Regions from separate parts of the Mus musculus genome. Here all the other regions are linked to region 3. A link is a contact called in public Micro-C and promoter capture Hi-C data. All regions are on one chromosome and are shown on one strand. The core of a region is the stretch at or near the end of the contact, and the rest is flanking DNA. Distances in the headings are between cores, read along the strand shown.

The links. Promoter capture Hi-C pulls out the DNA fragments that hold promoters and counts their contacts. A called contact is a pair of places that touch in the nucleus more often than the background predicts.
Region 1: a Micro-C map of granulosa cells shows a contact between it and region 3, with 2.2 times the contacts expected there. The contact joins the enhancer-like site here to the promoter of Aldh8a1 in region 3. A contact is called at or near these places in 16 of 39 promoter capture datasets (the 3T3-L1 cell line, 3T3-L1-derived adipocytes, the C10 cell line and 9 more), 3 of 484 Hi-C or Micro-C datasets (the 3T3-L1 cell line, the AtT-20 cell line and granulosa cells), 3 of 115 datasets of contacts at active chromatin or transcription factors (VIP interneurons, astrocytes and pancreatic cancer cells) and 3 of 9 other capture datasets (embryonic stem cells, liver and macrophages).
Region 2: a promoter capture Hi-C map of embryonic stem cells shows a contact between it and region 3, with 6 times the contacts expected there. The contact joins the promoter of C920009B18Rik here to the promoter of Aldh8a1 in region 3. A contact is called at or near these places in 2 of 39 promoter capture datasets (embryonic stem cells and hippocampal neurons) and 1 of 115 datasets of contacts at active chromatin or transcription factors (astrocytes).
Region 4: a contact with region 3 is called in a promoter capture Hi-C map of embryonic stem cells, with 20 times the contacts expected there. The contact joins the promoter of Raet1d here to the promoter of Aldh8a1 in region 3. A contact is called at or near these places in 6 of 39 promoter capture datasets (the 3T3-L1 cell line, cranial neural crest, embryonic stem cells and 2 more).

The regions. Positions count from the first base shown.
Region 1 is chr10:21,924,843-21,930,946 of GRCm38.p6, forward strand. It overlaps Sgk1 (serum/glucocorticoid regulated kinase 1), which reads left to right. Exons shown (of 14, transcript NM_001161845.2): 2 at 3,500-3,709. Among named protein-coding and RNA genes, the nearest start is that of Gm46215, 46 kb to the left of the region's middle. Within about 2 kb of position 2,074, at least 1 of the 459 cell types and tissues checked has an H3K27ac peak or open chromatin away from gene starts, as enhancers often do. A contact at or near this core is called in granulosa cells, where this site is marked.
Region 2 is chr10:22,303,392-22,308,748 of GRCm38.p6, forward strand. It overlaps C920009B18Rik (RIKEN cDNA C920009B18 gene), which reads left to right and starts at 3,391. Exons shown (of 3, transcript NR_015465.3): 1 at 3,391-3,473; 2 at 3,776-3,907; 3 at 5,314-5,357. It overlaps Gm26740 (a long non-coding RNA gene), which reads right to left and starts at 2,991. Exons shown (of 8, transcript XR_003948845.1): 1 at 2,843-2,991.
Region 3 is chr10:21,373,712-21,379,466 of GRCm38.p6, forward strand. Aldh8a1 (aldehyde dehydrogenase 8 family, member A1) reads left to right here and starts at 3,589. Exons shown (of 7, transcript NM_178713.4): 1 at 3,589-3,767. The coding sequence starts at 3,630. Gm33803 (a long non-coding RNA gene) reads right to left here and starts at 1,047. Exons shown (of 3, transcript XR_380156.3): 1 at 852-1,047; 2 at 117-215.
Region 4 is chr10:22,358,818-22,364,846 of GRCm38.p6, forward strand. It overlaps Raet1d (retinoic acid early transcript delta), which reads left to right and starts at 3,077. Exons shown (of 7, transcript NM_020030.2): 1 at 3,077-3,092; 2 at 3,454-3,544; 3 at 3,871-3,988. The coding sequence starts at 3,898.

The DNA of each region.
Region 1 (6,104 bases), core at 824-3,323, 550 kb after region 3:
ATTATGAACTAACCAGTACCCCGGAGCTCTTGTCTCTAGCTGCATATGTATCAAAAGATGGCCTAGTAGCCCATCACTGGAAAAATAGGCCCATTGGTCATGTAAACTTTATATGCCCCAGTACAGGGGTACGCCAGGGCCAAAAAGTGGGAGTGGGTGGGTAGGGGAGTGGGGGAGGGTATGGGGGACTTTTGGGATAGCATTGGAAATGTAAATGAGGAAAATACCTAATTAAAAAAAATTATAATTCAGTGTTCGTAGCGGCAAGGGGAGATTTACACTTTCACACTCCAAGAATAATTGTAGTCAGACCCTGCGACTTGTGAATAAAATGGAAGACAGATCAGCTCACATCTTGTACCTCATCCCTGCAAAGCTAAATAGACTTGGTAAAAGGGATGGCAAGAAATCCAGAGGAAAAAGATTAACTTCAAATTGAAGTTTGGAAATAAAGCAGGAAACGTTACCAGCTTCAAGCTTAAAGCCAGAAGAAGAAAAAGAAGAAGAAGAAGAAGAAGAAGAAGAAGAAGAAGAAGAAGAAGAAGAAGAAGAAGAAGAAGACGAGGAGGAGGAGGAGGAGGAGGAGGAAGAGGAGGAGGAGGAGGAGGAGGGGGAGGGGGAGGGGGAGGGGGAGGGGAAGGGGGGAGGGGGAGGAGGAGGAAGAAGAAGAAGAAGAAGAAGAAGAAGAAGAAGAAGAAGAAGAAGAAGAAGAAGAAGAAGAAGAAGAAGAAGAAATATTTTCCATTTGAAATAAAACTTAGTAATTTCTAGGTTGATCAGAAACACATTTGAAAGGCTAGGGCCGTAGCTAAGTGGTAGGGAATTTGCCTAGCATTCAAGGGGCCACAGAGGCAATCTACTACTGCTGCCTAAAACTCCAACACAAAATCACACTTGAGACTAGATCAAGGATAGAGATTCTATTCTAGTCCCAGAATCTTAGGTTTTAGACTGCACTCATGAAACAGACAAACTTCTTTCTTTTATAATGCTGGGACCAACCCTTACACAGGAAGAGTAAGCACTCTGCACTTGGCTGTACCCCTAAGCCTTAATTAAACATTTTTATTTCTCCTTGTGTATGCGTATATGGTGTGTTTGGGTGTGTCTGTGTGAATGTATGTGCCTGTGTAGGTGTGCCTGTGTGAGTATGCCTTGTGCGTGCAGCTTGTTGAGTGTGCCTTGTGAGTGAGTGCACTTTGTGAGTACATCTTGTGAGTGTCTGTATGAGTGTGCCTTGTGAGCGAGTGTGACTTGTAAGTGTGGGCACATCTGTAACAAAGCATCCCCGATGGATGACACCTTTGGGCATCAGTTCTTCTTCCCTTCATGCTGGTCCTCTTGCCTCCCAAGTACTGTGATCGTAGGCATGAATACCTGCTAAGACTCCAAAAGTGATAGTTTAACAGACATGGAAAAGAACTCAGGGCTGGGGTACAGCTCAGTGATGGGGCATTGGTATAGGAAGGGTCAGGGGTTGTTTCTCTCACAACTGCTCACGGAGCAGTGCAGGGAGTTTGGGGAGGGGCATGAGGAGGTCAGGAGGGTGGCAAGGGAGGAAAGGAAAGTAGGGACAAAAACCAGTGACAAGGAGAGAAAAGAGATTTTTTCAGTCAGGTATGATGACGTCAGGTATGCTTCAATCCCTGTCCTCTGACAACTAAAGCAAGAAGGAATGTCACAAGTTTGAGGCTACCTTGGGTAATATAGTAAGCTCTCTCAGAGAGAGGGGCACGGGAAAGGAAGAGAGGGGGAGGAGAAGGAGAGAGGAGAATGGACACATCCATAAGGCAAATAAAGAAAAATTTTAAAACACAAATATAAACAAGTAGAGAAATATGGTTTTAATTGCTTAAGAGCCTTTGCAAATGATAAAATTATTCCCTAAGAAATGAAAGTATAGCCCAGAGCAGCAATTATGATGCAACCTGACATTTTTTAAAATGTAAAAGACTGTATGTTGTAAAACAGGAGAAAAAAAAAAAAACCTACCCCTGACTCTAACAGAGATTACAGCTGTGTCTATTATAGTCTAAACATTGTACTGATAACATCCACTGTTATAGTCTTTTGACAGAGGAATGTTGAGATAGGCTCCCAAGTAGCCCACGATGGCATTGAACTACCCGCAAAGCAAAGACTGACCTTGAACTTGTTCTTCCCAGTTGGTAGAATCACACCAACCAGCGTCATCTTCCTCCCAGCTATTGAGACGGAATCTTACTTTGTAGCTTAGGCTGGTCTTAAAGTGTTCCCCCTGCCTCAGGCCCCCAAATGGAGGGACTGTACGTCCAGCTCAAATGTTCCTTACCCATCCTGGCCTGGAGCATCCTCAGTAGCTCAAGCTGGCTCTAAACTTCTGTGTTCCTGCCTCAGTTTCTCAAGTAGCCAAGATAGCAGGAATGAACCAATAAGCCTGGCTACTATTCTTTGTGTGTGTGTGTGTGTGTGTGTGTGTGTGTGTGTGTATTAAAAGAAAAGGCCTTATTCTAGTCTTGTCTGGCCTGGAACTCAACTATATAGACTAGGAGAGCCTTGAGCTCACAGCAATCTAAACTGTACCTCCTGAGATCTTGAATTACAGGCGCATGCCACCATCCCTGTCTACAACCTCACTAAAAAAAAAAAAAAAAAAAAAAAAAAAAAAGTGAGGTTTTATAATAGTGAAAAACACATACTTATCCTTGTCTTTTCCAAGTGCTGGAATTAAAAGTGTGCATCAGCACGCCCAAGTAACCTTAAGGTGTTAAGGTTTATTTTTGTTTCTATGTGGGAGGTAGAAGAGCTCTGAGAGCCCCCTGAATCTGAGGGTACCAGCAGCCGTGAGCCACTCAATGAATGTGGGAGCTGGGAACTGAACTCAGATTTTCTGTTGAAACAGTCCAAATTCCTAACTTGGGAGCCATCTTTCCAGTACCTGGCCTTGGGACTTCTCTTCCTCTCTATTTCCTGCTTCCCATTCCTTCGACTCCTGGACTGGATTCCTAGCTGCACACACACTTATGCAGCTACTTGTCTCTACGCCTTGCCCACCATGATGGATCCCATCTGCTTGTGCTGTAAGCCAAGATAAGCACTGCCCCTTTAAAATGATAATGACTTAAGAATAGAAACACTCTCAGACTGAGGCCCTAGCTCGGTGGTATAGTGTTTACTTAGCCTGCACGAGGTCCTGCATTCAATTCCCAGTGCTGCAAACAATAACAATAGGGCACGATGAAAATGTTGTAACTGTTACATGAGAGATGAAAGAAAATGTTGTAACTGTTACAACACAAGAGAAGTATCATTATCGTAGGCCTAGAATTGATGAGAGGCTTGGGGAGATGGAAGAACAGCCAGCATGGACCGGTTTAGAAGAGATGGATGGAAGGACTGAGAAGCTGTAAGACAAAATTTTCCTCATCGTAGTCTTTGTCTCATCAAATCTCCCAGCAGTGTGCTGTAAAGGACAACCTTAGCAAATGCCTCTCTCTGTTCTCTCCTTCTGCACTCTCAGGTACGAAGATGGATCAAGAGCCCCATGGTCAGCGTGGACAAGCATCAGAGCCCCAACTTGAAGTACACTGGCCCTGCTGGGGTGCATCTTCCCCCTGGGGAGTCAGACTTTGAGGCCATGTGTCAATCATGCCTGGGTGACCATGCTTTCCAAAGGGGGATGCTCCCTCCAGAGGAGTCCTGTTCCTGGGAGATCCAACCTGGGTGTGAAGTAAGTTCTTTATTTTGCTGAGGGCCCGCCCTTCTGGAATTGGAAACCTTTTTCTTGTGTTTGTGACAGAGGTGCCAATTTAAAAAAAGATGTATATTCATAATGCTTGTAAGTAGGAAACACAGCAGCAAGTTTTATTAGACTTTTATTTCATCTCCTTTCTTCTCTTCCTCTTTTCTTCCTTTTTTTGAATTAGGTTCTCGATATGTAATGCTGGTCTGGTCTGAAACTTGTTAGCCTCAAATTTACAGTTCTTCTTCCTCTGCCTTATGGATAAAATTGAAGGTCTGCACCACACACCTGTTATGCTTTTAAAATTATACCTATTTTGGGGGTGTACGAGTGTACATATGTGCATTTGTGTGTGTACATGCACATGTGTGTTTGTGTGGTGTGTGTGTGTGTGTGTGTGTGTGTATATGTATGTATGTATGTATGTATGTATGTACTTGCATATGCACCTTAACACACATATGGAAGTCAGAGGGTGACTTGCATAAGTTTCACTCTCTCCTTTATTATGTGGGTCCTGAGGACTCAGGTCACTGGGCCTTAACCCACAAAGCCATCTCACCAGCCTCCTGTTGTGTTATCTAATTAAAAAAAAAATCAACCTTTAATGTAGCTTGGGACTCATAGAAGTATTGTGCAGAGGTATAAAGATTTTCTATAATTTACATTTCCCTCCCCGAGCATAGCCTTCTCCATTATCAGCATCCCCAGCGGATAGATACATCATTACTCAGCACTGTAGTTTATGTTGGGACTAATGTGTCCTTGTTGGTTTGAGATGGGGACTTATTCTGTATCCTAGGTTGGCCTTACGTTCTCCATCCTCCTTCCTTAGCCTTCTGAGGACTGGGATCATACCCAGGTGCCACTCTACCCAGCTTTAGTTCATTCTTGGTGCTTTGGCAGCTGTGTAATGGTGCACAGTCAGGGGCATGTGCCATCCTGTGCCATAGCATTACTGTAGTAAAAGATGCCCCGTTCATCACTTAATCTTTCCAACTCCTATTTCTCCATGGGTTTGCTTTCCCTGCTAGGGAACTGAACCTTCTTAGAACTGCGTTAGGTTTTGTGACGCTCAACGACTGGTCATCTAGAATAGGTTCGGTGTTCAGTAATGTACATGATCAACTTTTTTTTTTAAAGATTTATTTATTGTTATATGTAAGTATACTGTAGCTGTCCTCAGACACATCAGAAGAGGGCATCAAATCTCATTATGGATGGTTGTGAGCCACCATGTGATTGCTGGGATTTGAACTCAGGACCTCTGGAAGAGCAGTCAGTGCTCTTAGCCCCATGATCAACTTGTAATGATGCACACAGTGGATTGTACTCATCACCGATAGACTTGCTGCTACCGATAATATTTAGTTCAACACAATTTGACCCACTTACAGCGTTCTCCTGTAACTCTAAAAGAATTTGGGAAGAGAGTCCTTTTCTTTTCCTTTTCTTTCCTTTCCTTTCCTTTCCTTTCCTTTCCTTTCCTTTCCTTTCCTTTCCTTTCCTTTCCTTTCCTTTCTTTTCTTTTCTCTTCTCTTCTTTTTCCTTATTTTTATTTTTGTTATTTTCAGGAAGATAAGATAACGAATTTATCACACAGCTTCTAAAATTTAAAAAATTAAGGGGTTTTATTTAAAGACTGAGGATTAAGGTAAAGCTATATTTTGAATTTGTAATTTAATTAGGTTTATATTTATTTTTATATAAGGCATTACGTATAATCTATATATTTCTTTCATTATCTCTTTTGTTTATTTGTTTTTGAGACAGGGGTTTCTCTTTGTGTAGCCCTGGCTGTCCTGGGACTCAGGCTATCAATCAGGCTGGCCTCGAACTCACAGTGCTGGGATTAAAGTGCAAACACAGCCCCACAATTAGGCTGTATTTTACTGTCAATACAGTGATAAAGAGCCCTAGGGCAGTAAGTAGTACATGTGTTTAGTCCCAGCCCTTGAGAGGCAAAGGTAGGTCAGGGCCAGGAAAAACAGTCTTTAAAAACCACCATTTCTGTAAGGTGCAACAATTGTAGGTCTTCCAGTGTGCTGTTTCAAGCCAGTACACCACCAGAGGGTTACTTCAGCATCATCCTCTTTTGAAGATGATAAGCATTTCCCAGAGACAAAGGACTCTTGTTCTAGATGTTTAAAGATTGAAAACATGGACCCAGGACATCATGCAATGTCTTCATGAAAAACTCATCCTGGTCACTTATGAGAAATGATCAAAAGATGAAGCATAGCCGAGCCTCCCACAATCTGTAAGGTTCCATGCAGAGGGTGCTCATTGTAAGAGCGCTGGTCTTCGTTGGCTTACGAACTGGCTAATCACAGGAATCAGACTCCGACTCAGCTCTGGGCTGGCCACAAAAGGCTTATTTTTT
Region 2 (5,357 bases), core at 2,141-4,640, 930 kb after region 3:
TTGCCTTGCTTGGAAAGGACTTTGGAGGGCTTCAGTTGCCAAATATGGAGCCATTACTATTATGGGGACTAACAAGAGAAACAGGTTTTAAAATAATGAAGTGGAAGACAATCCTGAAAATCAATACTACTGTATGTGGAGCACACTTTATCCTACCCTTCGGCAGATACCTGCCTGTCTCCAAGAGATTATGGCTAGCCTGGTCTACTACATGGGACCAGTCAGGAAAACACAAATTCCAGGAGGCATTACACTTCTGCTAGGCATATGAATAGATACAAGAAAACGTCCATCCTTTTGGACAATGATTAAGAGTCTCTTCAGCCACAGAATTCTACTTTTGTTGGAACCGTGAACCCAGTGAGGGCATAAGTCAGGGATCCAGGTGATCTGAATCTCAAAGAACGGTAAGGTCTTCCTCAGAGAGCAGGTTCTACTAGTTCACTCTTTACTGAAAACAGAAGAGTACCAGTGTCACCCTACCTGTAAGTAGAAGTCATAAAGTTTCAGAATGCATAATGCAAAGGTTAACGTGAATATGCAACTGTGCCGTTGCTGCTGGAGGCCTCACACCCCCTCCTCCGTGGTTGAGAGAAGTTCAAAAACAAAGAAAAACGGAAATGGGTACAAAAGACCCAACCCTGAAAGTGAGTCTGCCATATACAGGTGAAAGGATGGTTAAAATGAAATGTAAAACAATAAATGATTACATTCAAATAAGTAAGGTTTCTAGTCAACCACATTAATGTACACTCTAAAAAGATATCCAGGACTAAGTAACCTCTCAAAAAGAGAAGATAAAAATGTAAAGATAAGAGAATAATCTACAAAAGTAGAAAGCATAGATACAATAGAAAAGAAAACCAGAGAAGGAGAAACAACTCAGTGCAGACCCTGGATCCTTTATCCTTGGAGACCCCTGCCCTCATTAAGACATCCATGAGCGAGGAAGGATCAGTGGTACCCAAGTCAGTAAATGTGATGCACCACTTGAAGAGAATGAAGGGCATAGTTTCATGATCCCTCAAGGAATGCAGAAAAGGAGGTCAAAAGTCTACATACTTTCTAATGAAGTCTGTCAGTATACTAAGTATGGAAAAGCCTGTCCACACACACACATACTCACAAGACTTATAATGTAACACAGTGAACAACATAATTAACAAGGAGAGGCTGAGCCCAGGAAGATGCCCACGCTCACAACCTGAACTCGAAATGGCACTAGAGTCCTTGCTAGAGTAATTGCCTAAAAAAAGTAATGAAATGCTCCCAGACTGGAAAGGAAGAAGTTAAGGAGTCCCTCCTCCCATATGACGTGACAGTAAAGTTAGAAAACGCTGAAGAGCCCAACAAAGTGAAATTAGGAGTAATAAATCGACTATAAAGTTGTAGAATTTAAAAAAATCAGCAAACAAGAAAATCAGTTGTATTTCCACACACTAATAACCAATGATCAGAAAATTAAGAGAGCTGTTTAACTGTCAGTAACATCAAAAAGAATTAAATACTTACCAAAAACCCAGCCAAAGTGGTAGAAGATCTGGGTTTGCAAAACTGTCAACAAAGACAAGACATTGCAGGAGACACATACTGAGTTCACTGATTACAAGGAATATTGTTATAATTGTTTGATTGTCATACTAATCAAAGTCATCAATTGACTGTATGTAATTGTTAGTATTCTCCACGTGGGTGGGGGAAAACATGCTCATACTGAAATATGATGGCCTTCAGAGAGTCAACAGAGTTTCTAAGTTTTAGATTTATGTATTTTACTGTATGCTCACAAGTGATTTGTTCATATGTAGATCTGTACACCACTGTGCTGTGGATGTTTGTGAGCTAATAGCTGGACCCACAGACCAAATGACACATAAGCAACTACTTGAAAACAGCTGGGAGCACTCTAGCAAGAAGCTCAAAGGACAGAGAAGGTGAGTGACTGTGCTTCATCAGAGTGTTTCCATAGGAGAGACATGCTCACCTCAGTCAGGTAGATCAGCCTCAGCATGCAAGAGGGACAGCTGCTCTGAGTTCCCTGCAGGAAGTCCCCAAGCCAATGTGTGGGGACTACATAGGGGGTCTGTCAGACTCAACAGAGGCTGTCATTAGCTGTGGCTCATCCCACACAGGCAAGCACTGAGCATCCCAAGTTCTTTACCTGGAATTACCCACAGTTGGATGGCACCAGTGAATCTTCACCCAGAGTTAATCTCTGTCCTATATATTTACACATCCAACACCCCACTACAGATAGACAGACAGACAGACAGACAGACAGACAGACAGACAGGCACATTTCTCTCTCTCTCTCTCTCTCTCTCTCTCTCTCTCTCTCTCTCTCTCTCTCTCTCTCACACACACACACACACACACACACACACACACACACACACACCCCTTAACAAACATACAGTTCACAGCCAAAAGCACACTAAAAAGGCCTGATTCACACATGTTCTGTCAAGGATTTGTACGTTTCTCCGGCAGAAGACTGTTCTGCAACAGAAAGAAAAATTTCCTTCATTTTTGACTGATGTACATGAGTGTTTTTCCTGTGTATGACTACATCATGTTTGTGCAGTGCCCATGACAACCAGAAGCCTGAATCTAATTCCCTGGAGCTACAGTTACAGACAGTTATTATTACCCAGGCATTGTGGCACATACTTTGAACCCCAGCACTCTAGCGACACAGGCAGTGAATCTCTGGTTTCTTGGCCAGCCTGATCTACAGAGCAAGTCCCAGAACAGCCAGGGCTACACAGAGAAACCAAACAAAAGAGAAGAAAACCTGAGGGTGGGCGCTGTTGTAGGTGCATTGGGAATCTGATCTGGGTACCTGAAAGGAGTTGCAGGTCCTCTCAACCTCTGAGTATCTCTTCAGGCCCCAGAAGACAATTTAAGTGCAAAAAAGTTTTTGATTGCAGAACTTTCTACAAGGTCTATGGTTCTAGTGTCACAGAGCTAAGGGGAAAACCTCAATCTTCCTTCCCGACAAGCGAGTAATTGTCTTCAAGAGAGACTAGAAGGAAGGAAATGGGGCTGTGAAGGGAGCCTGCCTATGAGGGGAGGGCAAGAGTGGCAAGCAATGGGGCAGGAAAGAATCCGTGAGTCTGTGCCAGGGGGTGATGAAGAAGGGACTTGGAGGGGCAAAGAAAGAGTCTGAGATGGAGAAGAAAAGAGGAAGTGAGGGAGAGGAGTCTGAAGGACTGAGGGAAACAGGGCGTGTCTCAAGCTAGGGGAAACTCCTACAGGCAATATTCAGGGCCACCTACTTTGATGAGCTCATGCTAAGTGAGGACCTCCCAGAAGTGACGCTGTGCATGGGGCCTGGCACCGGATGGGGACTGGCCTGGTATAAATTTCTCTCACTCTCTGGTTGCAGGCCTCAGCAAATCAAGGTGAAGGCACCCACTTCATCCTCTGTTTCTTTACTCTGTTCCCAAGGGACTCTAAAGGCCCAGCTGCTGGTGAGTGAGATGAAGGGACGGTGGGGTGTGGGAGCCCTACAAAACAGTCACCACCCCCAGAAACCCTGGAGTGACATGGGCCTTGGTCCCTGGAAGGGATGATCAGAGCATCAGGTTCCTAGAGAGATTCCCTGAGACCAATAGGAAAAGATGGAGCAAACATACATATAGTTCACAGCCTAATCCACAGCCTGGATTTTCTTCAGAATTCTCTGAGCAGTGTCCTCTGCCTGCTGGGAGTGTGTGTGTGTGTGTGTGGGGGGGGGGGGTTGGTACTGTGGAATCCCCCATTCTCTCTGCAGCTCCAGTCACACCATAGGCAAGCAGGGTCTGAGGGAAGACCATGGCAAAGGGAGCCACCAGCAAGAGCAACCATTGCCTGATTCTGAGCCTTTTCATTCTGCTGAGCTATCTGGGGACCATACTGGCAGATGGTGAGTACTCAGGGTCTACAGGGAGGGGGTTGAGTAACAGAACATGGACCTAGTTTAAGTCAGGAAGCTCACATCTGGGCTACAGGGAAGCTGCTAGAATTCTCTTTCTTTCCTTCAGTGACTTGGCACCTTGGCTCTCCATAGTTCCACACCACCCGGTCTTCAGTGGTTTGAAGAAGGAAGTCATGAAAAAGTTATGGCAGGGATGGTGTGGGAGGAATTACATGGATAAATTGCACAGCCGGCAGAAACAAGCATCTGGTGATGCCCCCGACACCTGGTGTCTGCAGGGAGATTAAACCAGTCACCAGACTGGATATACTGGGGACAATGCTAGAATGTAAGGCAGGCTATGCTCTGAAGACTTCCTTCTCCTTGGATTCCTCCCAAGCCCCACACAGGGACTTCTTTGTCCTTGAACTTTCTTTCCCACCATCCTGTGGTACTTCTAGCAGGTCACAACAGGTACTTTGAGGGACAAGGTAGCCACACCACCCACTTTCTCACTTTTACTCCCTACACCCCTGTTTTTTTCATCTCCTCCTTTCGTTTCGATGTTTTGTTTTTAGGCAAGGCCTCACACTACCACTCTCACTGTAGAATCAGAAACAATCCCTTGTCTCTTGTGTTCAACCAAATGCTGGGATTACAGGTGTGTGCCACCAGGCTCAGCTTCAGTGTCTGTGTGACTCTTCAGCCACCAGCCTGCTCTCCCTTCCCTACCTTTCTAGCCTTCCTCACTTTTCTATCCACTGAGTGTCTTTTAGACCCTCATGTAGCAGACGGCAATCTCCTGCCCAAAGACCACTCATTAGGAGCTGAAACACCTTGTCCTCTGGAGGCCCCTGGCAATGATTCTGGATGGGGACCTATGGAAACCTCTGCCCTTGTTCCCAGGCCCCATGTAATCTACCTCCTGGCTAGATAGCATCAGATAATGGTGTTCATTAGGCAGGAGTGGCTTCTTTAGTTCTGTAAACGTCAACACTAAGTTTTTATTCAGTCTGGTGGGCCTCACTATATTTCTAGTTCTGCATCAACTACTCAGTTCTGCTTTTGGTGTGACAGTGGCAGAAGGCAACAATCTGATGGCTGAGCAGCAGACTTGTCCTCAAACCTAGATTAGGGTGTTTCCCATGGACCAGTATTGGTGCCCATCCCCCCAGAGTGTCTTCAAGAGTATTCTGATAACTACATCTTTTCCAGGCAGCACTGGGTTCTATGCTGCCTGTGAATCTGGGTCAGCTAGAAATAACAGAAGGAGGTCCTGGGTTTAAAGGTCTTTTGGTCTCTCCATGGCTGTCCAATGCATTCTTTGGATCCCATGGGGCACAGAGGACTCTCCTTAAAGCCTGAAGTGCTTGCCCAGGGAGAGGTGGAGAACTGACCTCAGTCTTTTTTTCTAGGTGAGAGAAGATGAGATAAGATTTACAACCATCTGGAGAACACT
Region 3 (5,755 bases), core at 2,339-4,838:
CAACCCCCCTCAAAAAATACATAATGAAAAATTATTAAATAATATAATTAAAGCTGTTTGAATTTTCATACTGCCTTAGAGATCATCTAAACAAAATGTGTAGAGGAATCTCTTACCCAAGTAGATAGCACATTGTTAAACGCAAAAACCTGGCGAGTCAGCACCATCAGTAGCAAGGAGTTAAGTGCTGCAGAGTCAGCTCTGGCCCAGTAGCCCTGCAAGGAAGCCTGTGCTTTGAAATGGCTCAAATAGGTTTTAAGCCTCCTTCCTTGGAGTGGAGTGTTGGCTGAAGAATTAAAAAGCTGGTCAAAATGTCATATGCCCGTATTTATTTACAAGGTAGAGCTACAAGCAAGAAGCTATTAAAATAATGCCAGGCATGATTTACAAAGTTATTTTCTGGAGCAGCGGCTCTCCACCTTCCTAATGCTACTATCCTTTAATACAGTTCTGTGGGTCAAAAATGGGGTTCTTCATCTGCTGGGGGCCGCTGGCTCGGGGCTAGGGCTACTAGGCGAGGCTGGACACAGGAAGTTTCACTGTGCGCACCCACACAGAACTACTGGGTGGGCGTCGGGCCGTGAGAAACCGCAGGACCCGGCTCTGGGGTTGGGAAAAGGTGCAGTCTGGGGTCCCCTCGGACCTGCCAGAGTTAGGCTCAGATTTTCCGGCACCATAAACGCCACTGGGCGCCATGGAAGAGCCGGTTCTGGGGTCCCTGGGCCACACAGAAGCCAGGGATGTCAGGTTCTCAAGTCAAGAAGAGCTGAGAATGGGTGGGGACCCTCGGGCGGACCCGGGAGGGGGACCAAAGGGAAAAGGGCAGGGAGGAAAGAGCTCTGAGAGGTTACCGTGGGGATGAGAGTCCTAGGCTTGCTCAGTCAGTGGTTTGGGTTGGCCGAAGCCGCGGCTGGAGCACAGGGAGGCCTCCCGTGAGAGGCTCTTTAGGGGAAGGCCTGCTCCATTGCTCCAGCATGGTGGATCCCGATGAGAAGAGTCAGTCCATGGTTTTAAGGCCTTTATTGTACAAAGGCAGAGAGAGGGAAAGAGTAGGGAAGCAGAGGCCAGCCATGAACACGTGGAGAGAGGGGACAAGGGAAGGCAGAGAGAGGGGGAACAGGGGAGAAAGAGTAAGAGCAAGAGAGTAAGAGGTAAAAGAACGAGGAGGGGGCAAGCAGCTCCTTTTATAGTAAGCTGGGCCACGCTGGCTGTTGCCAGGTAACTGTGGGGAGGAGCATACCTGGCTGCCAGGTAACTGTGGGGTGGAGTCCAGACAAGAACCAGGAGCCTGGGGTATTGCCTATGATGCCACACACCTGTCTGCAGGGGGCTGTGGGAGACTGTTATGATCCTAGAAAAGCACCGGTGTTTGAGGAATTTAGTCCCGGAAGGCATCCTTTAAGTCTGCTTTGGATGGCGGAGGGAGAAAATATCATGTTAATTATGCATCCAGGATAGGCAGTAACAGTTTGTCTATAAAAGGAAACTGGTTGTCAATTAAGGACTGAAGGATGGTAATCAGCATAGTTGATTTGACCTGTGGACGTAGATTAGATGACTTTTGAACCTTAAAGGAAATGTAAAGTGAGTTGAATAATTTTTTGGTAACACATGAATGCTAGGGAGAAAAACAAACATTTAAATAAAGAAGAGAGAAAATTGTGGGTTGAAAAGCACAAACATTGTTACAGGTGTTCCTGTTAGGAGAACTTCTAAGCATTTAAACAAACCCTGAAAACCTTTGGCTTCAGGTGTGTTTTTTCTTTGGTGGGCTTAGGTGGAGGGGCGAGGGGCCTGCTCTGCCATGAGGTGGTTGTGTGCTCTGGCAGATGGGTTCCTGTTTTCCCCATTTGTTTTTTCTTGGAAAGCAGAAGGAGATGAAATTCCAATCTTAAAGAAAAGCTCAAAGGAACAAGCACAGAAGTTTCATAGGGCCGTAAGGGACAGAGGGAGTGGGAGGCAGCCCCCGTAGTTCTGTTCTGTTTCTAGCCGGAAGCAGTGGTAGCCTGCTGGCCAGTGTGAGAGGGTGAATTCTGCCTTTTGGCCTGCAGGGACCTTAGGGAATGGCGTGTTGGCTGGCAGGCCGAGGAAACAGAGTTCAGGGCAGGTGCTGCCATTGGAGGAGTCAGCTCCATAGGAGCCCTGTTGTGGGGCTGGGGGACGGACAGAGAGTAGAGGCAAGATTTGGAGAGTGTAGCTCAGAGTCAAAGGAGGAGGGGGAAGAAGCTGGCCAGGAGGGAGGGAGAGAGGGAGGGAGGGAAAGACAGAGACAGGGAGGGAGGAGATTCATGGTCAGTAAGAAATTGAAGATGCTCTCTTTACATTTTAAACATTCTACAAGGTAGAAATACAGAGAATGGAAACACAGCAATACAGCAGCCAAAACATTTCCACAACTGGTGAAAGACAAAGCCAGTGGTAGAAAAGCAGCCTCTTCCAGTCACGGTTAAGAACAAATTCTCACCAAATGCACTGTGGTGAAAATGGGACGCCAAAGACGACAGACAGCCGTCAGTAGGTGGAGACGTGAAGTACAGGAAGGATGGGGAGATAGCAACATGGAGAACAGAAGGAACAAGACCTTCAGAGGGTTACTTGCAAAATACAAAACAAGCGCTATGATGCACAAGAGAGTTTGGTTATCCATGGAGCCTCAGCAGAGTGAACGGTGGTGTGTCCTGTCCTCTCAGAGGCCATGTGCTGGTCTGTTCAGCTGTGACAGAATAACTGAAAATCGATCACTTGAGAGAACCTGAATTCTTGTTGTTCTGGAGACTGGGAAGCCCATGATGTTGGTGTGAGGAGATTGTGTATGGTAAATATCCCCTGCCTCTGCCACTTCCTCACCAGGCAGGGCAGCTGTGCTCCTGCGGCAGAAGGCACAAATGACCCATAGCCTGTTTCGAAGGCACCACCGAGGCCGTGAGCAGCACCTTAACTCCAGGAGTGCCCACTTAAACACTGCCACTGGAGGGTTAAACGTGCCCGAATTCTGAGCGTTCAAACCACGGCATTGCCGGGTAGTGAAGACGGCTCCCTTGCTCCTGTGGCCAGTCCCTACAGGGACATGGATGCATCCTCCTGAGATGGACTCACAGGCTGTTAGGTGTAAATGTAGCTAAAGTTTCTTCTCATTTCCTGTCAGTACTTGAGTGTTCATGTGTGACCTTGGCCACATTGTGTAACCTTCCAGAGGCTCAATGCCTTCCCTAGAAAGGAGGAAGTAAGGATTGCTGCATGGGACAATATTCTGTGGAGCCAATTTTCTTTATGCTTTGCACTTCGTGTTTAAACAGTGGGCACTTATGGTGCAGTGCCGATAAAATCATCTCACACACACACACACACACACACACACACACAGTTGATATGAAAGGACAATCTGAAGACATTGTACATATGTAACTTGATGTTAGTTTAATGCAGTGCCCATTTCTCAGAATGGACCATGAGTTGCCTTCAAGAACCATCCGAGTTTGGAATCAGGAAAGTTCTGAAGCGCAGCGGGTCTCCTCCTCCCAGGTTCGGATATGCAAATGAGGACACTGGGCCTGGGGGTGAGATGAGGGTGTCCAAAGTCCTGAGGGCAGTCACAGAGGGCTGCTGTACACAGAGGGCACTTTCCTAACATGGCTGGAAAAAGGGAACTTTTGATGTTGGAGAACTTTATAGGTGGGAAGTTTTTACCCTGTAACTCATATATAGATTCTTACGATCCATCAACAGGGGAAGTTTATTGCAAAGTTCCAAACAGTGGGAAAGAAGAGGTAAGTCTATTCACTTGGGAAACTAAAACGTATTTACTGTGTTGACAAATTGTAGACAACCATTTTCTAAAACTAAAGGGGAGAGGATGAAGGAAAATGTAGCATTTTATAAGGTAGTTTATCATATGAATGGACTGGTCTGAGCTGGAATGGCTCTGAGTTTACTATGTTCAAGAGAAAGTTGTTAGCTGTGGGAACAGTGGTTTTAATGTTTGTAATTCTCAGACAGATTGTAATAGTTATAGAGAACTCTTACGATATGAAATGCATCCTTCTCTCTACAAAGTGCCCACTGGCTCCATGGGTTTATAAAAATAAATCTTGAAAACTTAAATTGGGAACAAAACAAAAGCCCAGTACTTTATTTTAGACCATCATCTGATAGTTCCTCATATCTCTGAGAATACCCAGTCTAATAAAGCCAGTTATTTGAGTAATGAAGCTGAAAATTAAACTCTCATGTCATTTCATTAAACTTAACAACTTAAAAAATGAGGGTTCATGTCCCTTTCTCTTTCCTTTTTCTTTCTTTTCTAGTTATGAAGAATTAAGTCACTTGGGGAATTTTGTAAAATGCTTGAGATATATTTAATGTTATGAATTATTGCACTGAGAATAAAAAATGTTTGGTGTGCTGAGTGACTGATGTGTGTGTGGTTACCAAATGCAAACCGCCCATTGTTTATTCTTTTCAAGGCACAAACAACTCGATTATAATATAATTCCAATCTTCCTATATAAATATATCTTATATGCCAAGTTTTTTCTTCAAAAATTCAACTTTTTTTCTTCACTGGTAAATTTTAAATCTGTCTTCTAGAGGAAAAAAACAACTTTAGACTCTGTACTAAAGTTTAAGAATATTGGGTAACTTGTTAGTTACATTGTAACCAGCAATTTTGCTTGCTTCCAATGACCCAAACTGCATGAGACCAAGGCTTCTCTTCTCCATCTCCTGGTGTTTCCAAAGTGAGGAGATGCAGGTGGAGTGTGGTACCGGCTGGCACTTCTTCAGGAAATAGAATAAAACATATTTGCTTTTGCTTTTCCAGTAATATGTATGTTTTATTTTCTCAGCAATCCAGTTTGCAAATATTTTGGGTTCCACAAAAGCTGTGTCTTTGTTGATTTTACAAGATATGTGCCGAATTTTGGGCCTGTGTGAGTGTGTGTGTGTGTGTGTGTGTGCGTGCTTGCTCGAGCGCGCTTGCTTGCATGCAGTGCAAACTGAGATAGTACAACCTGTAGACTTAATCTGAACCATACAGGAGGGCAGAAAAGCACTCAGATGCATTCTGAGTGCATCACGTTTTGGCCACAAGAGGGCATCTGCTTATTTACCCTGGGAGCCCCACACTCCCGTTCCAACAGAAGCCTCTATCATGGGTAGGGCGAGGAAACTTATGCTATAACAGTGGTTCTCAGCCTGTGGGTCAAGACTCTGATGGAGGTCAAAAAGATCTTTTCACAGGGGTTCAGCACTTGGGGTGTAGAGTTAGGAGATGAGCTAGTCACTTCAAGTGCCAGGGACAGCCGTAGGACGTGATCACACAGTGAAGACTTGACTTTATAAACTGTCAGCTCTTAATTAAGAGCTTTGGAAGTTTGACACATCTAGACAACTTTCCTATCCCACACTAGATAAAAAAACAATATGTTCTTTGGGAAATGATTGAGAATTCTCCTCTTTTAAAATTAAAATCACTCTTTCCAAATTACTTGAAGGCTGCATTTTAGATGCCTTGGTAAAGATTGTGCGTGCTCCTCTTCCTGACCCCCAGCTCCTGTCTATGGATTTGACTCTGAGTTTGCAAGTTGAGCATCTGACCTACCTTAGAACTACATGCTGCTGGTGTGGCAGTGTGTGTGTGTGTGTGTGTGTGTGTGTGTGTGTGTGTGTGTAGTGGCTGCCTCTCAATCAATCCCTTTGAGATGTAGCCTCAGCCCCTCCTAGATCCCCATTCAGCCCAACTGGCTCAGGCCATAGT
Region 4 (6,029 bases), core at 1,827-4,326, 980 kb after region 3:
CAAGATTCTCAATATATGTTTCTTTTGAATTTTTTTTTAAAAAGTAGCCAGGTGAATTACAAGAACTATAGGTCCCTGTTTAGTGGTGCCCTATTGTCCCCTGGGGAAACTATTTGACCTGGGAACCAGTGCAAAAATATTGGCTTGAACCTTTGCTCTGTTATCTTTATCAATATGGCCTCTAAGTGTAGGCTATTGAATGTGGAGACTATCAGTTGTGTCAGTATTTAAGGACAAATAGTCATTTGAAATCCAGCCTTCACAGACTTGAAGAATTACCAAAAATTGATGTTGAAATAAGTTTTGACTCAGCAAAGACCCAGGCTTATTAATTAAATAGTTAATCAATTAAATTGATTAAATTAATTAATTAAATAGCCTGACACTCTTAGAAGAAGCCACAAAGGCATTATCTTGATTGAACATAAATTTATGCGATGAAAAAAATAGTTTTCCTTAGTGGCTTTTTATTTGTTTGTTTGTTGCTTGTTTGTTTTGAGACAGTCTCTGTATATGCTTTGTTTTCCTGGACTTTACTTTGTAAGTTAGGCAGGCAACATAAGTCACAGAAATCTGCCTGCCTCTGTTTCTTGAGTTCTGGGATAAAGGTGTGCGCCAGAAGGTGCCACCTCCTCCCTGTTTTTAAGTTGACTTTCACAGATATTCTTGTGAAAAAGTTAAATATACAGTATATGTAATTTTATATATAAAATATATAAAAAGGAATGTATATAAAATATCCTAATTTGGGGTATATATTTATATATATTACATGAATCATATATTTTACATATACATTATATATACATGCATATGTATATACATATAAATATAATATCCTCCTTAGATTTACTATAGCTGTGATGTGACAGCATCACCAATGCTACTTTGGAAGGAAAGGATTTATTTTTGGCTTATACTTCCATATCACTGTTTATCACCAAATAAATCAGGAGAAGAACTCGAAAAGGGCAGGAACCTGGAGGCAGGAGCAGATGCAGGGATAATGAAGGGGTCCTGACTCGTGTCTTGATACTCCTGGCTTGCACAGCCTGTTTCTTATAGCTCCCCAGACTACCAGTCCAGGGATGGCTTCTCCACAGTGGCCTGGACCCCCACCAGTAATCGATCACTAACTAGAAAAGTGCCTTACAGAATTGCCTACAGTCTGATCTTATGGTGGCATTTTCTCAGTTGAGATTTCCTCCTCTCAGATGACTTTAGTTTGTGGCAAGTTAACAAAGACTACCCACCACCATATTTAAAAAAAAAAAAAAGAAATCATAAAACCTGATCATTGACTTCCATGTTTATATGAAAGTATTCTTTTTATCAGCAATCCACCTCTAACTGTTGTGTCTTCTCAGTCTCTGTGGTTCTTCCTCTTGTACTTTCTGTTATAAGAAAGAGTCTTGACACAATTTAGGCTTTTCTCTTCCAGCCTTAAAAGCCTGGATGTCCACATCAACCACTGCTGCCCTCGACAGAGAGGATGCAGCTGGAGCATGATATGTCAGGGTAAATTCTTACTCACTAAAACATGGAAACATCACACCTAAATTGTTTGGTGGCATAGTTCAAGGTTTCTATATATTCACACTTGTATAGAATCAATTTTAAAATAATATGAACTTTTACATACTTATAAGCCAACTAAGATGGCACCCTTTGAAGGATATTATCATGCGAAATTCTTACACAAAATACACTTAAATCTGAGTAAGGCATCGTTATAGGTGCAGCTCACAGCTGGACCCACAGACCAAATGGCACATAAGCAACTACTTGAACACAGCTGGGAGCACTCTAGCAAGAAGCTCAAAGGACAGAGAAGGTGAGTGACTGTGCTTCATCAGAGTGTTTCCATAGGAGAGACATGCTCACCTCAGTCAGGTAGATCAGCCTCAGCATGGAGGAGGGACAGCTGCTCTGAGTTCCCTGCAGGAAGTCCCCAAGCCAATGTGTGGGGACTACATAGGGGGTCTATCAGACTCAACAGAGGCAGTCATTAGCTGTGGCTCATCCCACACAGGCAAGCTCTGAGCATCTTTACCTGGAATAACCCACAAGTTAGATGGCACCAGTGAATCTTCACCAAAATGTCACCTCTGTCTTGTATATGTACTTATCTAATAATCCACCACACACTCATACCCACACACCCCCATACACACACACAAATGAGAACAGATTCACAAATTTGCTTCCAAGGGCCTGATGTAACATTAGTGGATAAATGCATGGGGCTGATGGTATAGCTGTGGACAAAGGATTTGGAAAGTCAGAAAAGAGGAACTCCTAAGAGAAAAGACACCTCTTTGGAAATGCCTCCAGAGGGAGTTCTAGGACATGTGGGTTTCAGATCTGGGTCTCTGACATGGTTACCAACACAGACAGCTGGGGCTAGTAAATGACCCTGTGTCTTAAAGCAACATGCATGGAACCTGTGGATACACACACACGCACACACACACACACACACACACACACACACACACACACACACGGTTAATCTCTGCCCTGTAAGCACACACACACACACACACACACACACACACACACACACACCTTTGCAAATATACAGTGCAGCTGTAAAACAGACTGGGGAAAAAAAAAGTGACTCCCACATGATCTGCCAGGGACCTGGACTTTCCCTATGCAGAAGCCTGTTCTACAACAGAAAGAAAAAGATTCAGTTATTTTTATCTCCATTGCATGAGTTTTTTTTTCTCTGTGTTTCTACACCATGTGTATGCAGTGTGTGCAGAGGTCAGAAACCTGCCTGGAATCCCCTGGAGCAGCAGTCACAGAAGGTTGTGAGCTGCTCGGTGAGTGCAGGAAATCCAACCTGGGTCCCAAAAGGGCAGTGTGTGCTCTTAACCTCTGAGCATCTTTTCAGGCCCCAGAAGAAGCTTCTAATTGGAAGAAAACTGCGACTGCAGAACTTTTCACGAGGTCTTAGATTCCCCTAGGACAGAGCTAAACAGAAAAGCACCAGCATTCGCTGGCGCGAGGGGGAAGAGGGGGTGGGGTTAGACGGAAGGGGCGGGGTTGGGAGGAAGCGGGAGGGTTTGGAGGGAAGAGGGGTGGCGGTGAGCAGAGCTATTGCGGAGGGTGAGGGTAACGGGATGGGGAGAAGGGACTAAGGAGAGTTGGGGGTGGGAAAGCAGTGGGACAACAAATATTTGAGGGTACAAAAGACGTGAGAGGGTGATAGGGAAGGGACAAAATTTCTCTGAGGGAGGAGAAATGAGACAGAGACGGGAAGCACAGAGGGAAGTGAGGAACAGCTGCCTGGGGATCCCAGGCCATCCTAGAAGGATGGTCCAGAGGAGACTGACTTGAAACTAGAGAAGAATCAGGGGAAGTGGCTAGAGCAAAGATTTGTTAACTCCTCTAGGTACTCAAGGCTGTGGGTGTGGCCCCGCATAAATGTTTCAACTCTTGTTGCAGATTTCAGAGGCTGCAGTTCAAGACACCAACTTTTTTCTTTCTTCACCTTTCCTGACACTATTGCCAATAGTCCCTGAGGGCCCAGCTGTTGGTGAGTGAGATGAAGAAGGGACCGCGGGTGGGGCACGGGAGCCTAGTACAACTCTGTCCTCAGGATTTTTAGTTGGTTAGTAGTCAGGTTCCTAGCTGCAACCTCAGTTTGACCCAGTGTGAGAGGGGCCAAGATTTGCAGAGAGGGAGTTTCCAAGCCACAAGGCACAGGAGTGATCCCCTAAGAAATTTAAGGAAAAGTGGATTGGGGAGATGCAGGGTCAGAGCAGAGAAGGCCCTAATTCACAGCCAGGTGCCTGGAACTCTTGCTTTAGTCTGCACTGGGGCTACAGCAGGGGCATGCTAACTTCCCCATTCTCCCTGCAGCCACAGTCACATCTGTCAGAAGAAACCATGGCCAAGGCAGCAGTGACCAAGCGCCATCATTTTATGATTCAGAAGCTGTTAATTCTACTGAGCTATGGATACACCAACGGGCTAGATGGTGAGTTCCCTGGGCCTATATGGTCCAGGGTTGCTGCAAGGAACAGGAAACTGGCTTAAGTCAGTTCCCAGGCCTGGGGTACCAAAAACTCCAGGGTTTCCCACTCTTCAGTCCAGCACCACAGCAACTGGGAACTCTGGCTTTCCATGACCCAGGCTTCAGTGGATTGAAGAGATAAGGGAAAAGTTACAGTGTGGGGGAGGGGCAGGAATGAAGAACCAACAGGGCAGGAGGGTGTACCTGGTGATGCCCTCAGAATCATCTGGGTCTATAGGAAGCCTAAAACCCAGTGACTAGGATTGGGTGTGTTGGGAGCAGTGCAAGACCAGGAGACAGTCTTGGACCTAAGGCAGGCTGTGCTAGAGACTGCCTTCCCAAGGGATTCCTCACAAGCCTTCTGCCATTCACGAAACTCTTTGCAATTGACCTTTCTTCTCACTTTCCCATGGTATTTGTCCAGGAGATCACAACAGATGCTTCCAGGAACAAGGAAGCCTCCCCACCCCTCCTCCTTTTTCTTAGTCATTTTTTAATTGGATTTTTTTTTTTTTACATTTTAAGTGTTATCACCTTTCTAGATGCCCCCACCACACCCCTGAAGCACCCAGTCCTATCCCCCCTCCTCCTGCTTCTCTGAAGGTGTACCCCCACTCACCCACATACTCTTGCCTCCCCAACCTCAAATTCCCCTACACTGGGACATCAGGTCTTCACAGGATCAAGGGCCTCTTCTCCCATTGATGCCCCACAAGGCCATCCTCTGCTACATATGCAGCTGGAGCCATGGGTCCCTCCATGTGTATTCTTTGGTTGGTAATTTAGATCCTGGTAGTTCTGGTTGGTTGGTACTGCTGTTCTTCCTATGGGGTTGCAAACCCCTTCAGCTCCTTCAGTTCTTTCTCTAACTCCCCCATTGGGGACCCTGTGATTAGTTCAATTGTTGTCTGCAAAGATTCATCTCTGTATATGTCAGACTCTGGCATAGCCTCTCAGGAGACAGCTGTATAATGCTCCTGTCAGCAATCACTTTTTGGCATCCACAATAGTGTCTGGGTTTTGTGTCTGTATATGGGATGAATCCCCAGGTGGGGCAGTCTCTAGATAGCCTTTCCTTCAGTCTCTGCTCCACACTGTGTCTCCATATTTGCTCCTGTGAGTATTTTGTTATCCCTTCTAAAAAGAACAGAAGGGCCCACACGCTGGTCTTCCTTCTTGAACTTCATGTGGTCTGTGAATTGTATCTTGGGTATTCTGAGCTTTTGGGCTAATCACTTATCAGCTAGTGCGTACCATGTGTGTTCTTTTGTGATTGGGTTACCTCATTCAGGATCATATATTCTAGTCCCATGCATTTGCCTAAGAATTTCATGAAGTCATTGTTTTTAATAGCTGAGTAGTACTCCATTGTGTAAATGTACCACATTTTCCATATCCATTCCTCTGTTGAAGGACATCTAGGTTGTTTCCAGCTCTGGGTATTACAAATATGGGTGCAAAAAAGCATAGTGGAACATCTGTCTTTATTACATGTTGGGATATCTTTTGGGTATATGCCCAGGTGTGGTATTGCTGGGTCTTCTGGTAGATATATTTCCAATTTTCTGAGGACCGGCCAGGCTGGTTTCCAGAGTTGTTGTACCAGCTACCAACAGTGGAGGAGTATTCCTCTTTTTGCATATCCTTGCCAGCATCTGCTGTCACCTGAGTTTTTGATCTTAGCCATTCTGGCTGGTGTGAGGTGGTATCTTGGGGTTGTTTAGATTTGCATTTCCCTGATGACTAAGGATGTTGAACATTTCTTTAAGTGCTTCTTGACCATTTCATTTTCCTTGGTTGAGAATTCTTTGTTTATCTCTGTACCCCATTTTTAATAGGGTTATTTGATTCTCTGGAGTCTGATTTCTTGATTTCTTTGTATATATTGGATATTAGCCCTCTATTGGATGTAGGATTGGTAAAGATCTTTCCCCAATCTGTTAGTTACCCTTTTGTCCTATTGACAGTGTCCTTTGCCTTACAAAAGCTTTGCAATTTTGTGAGG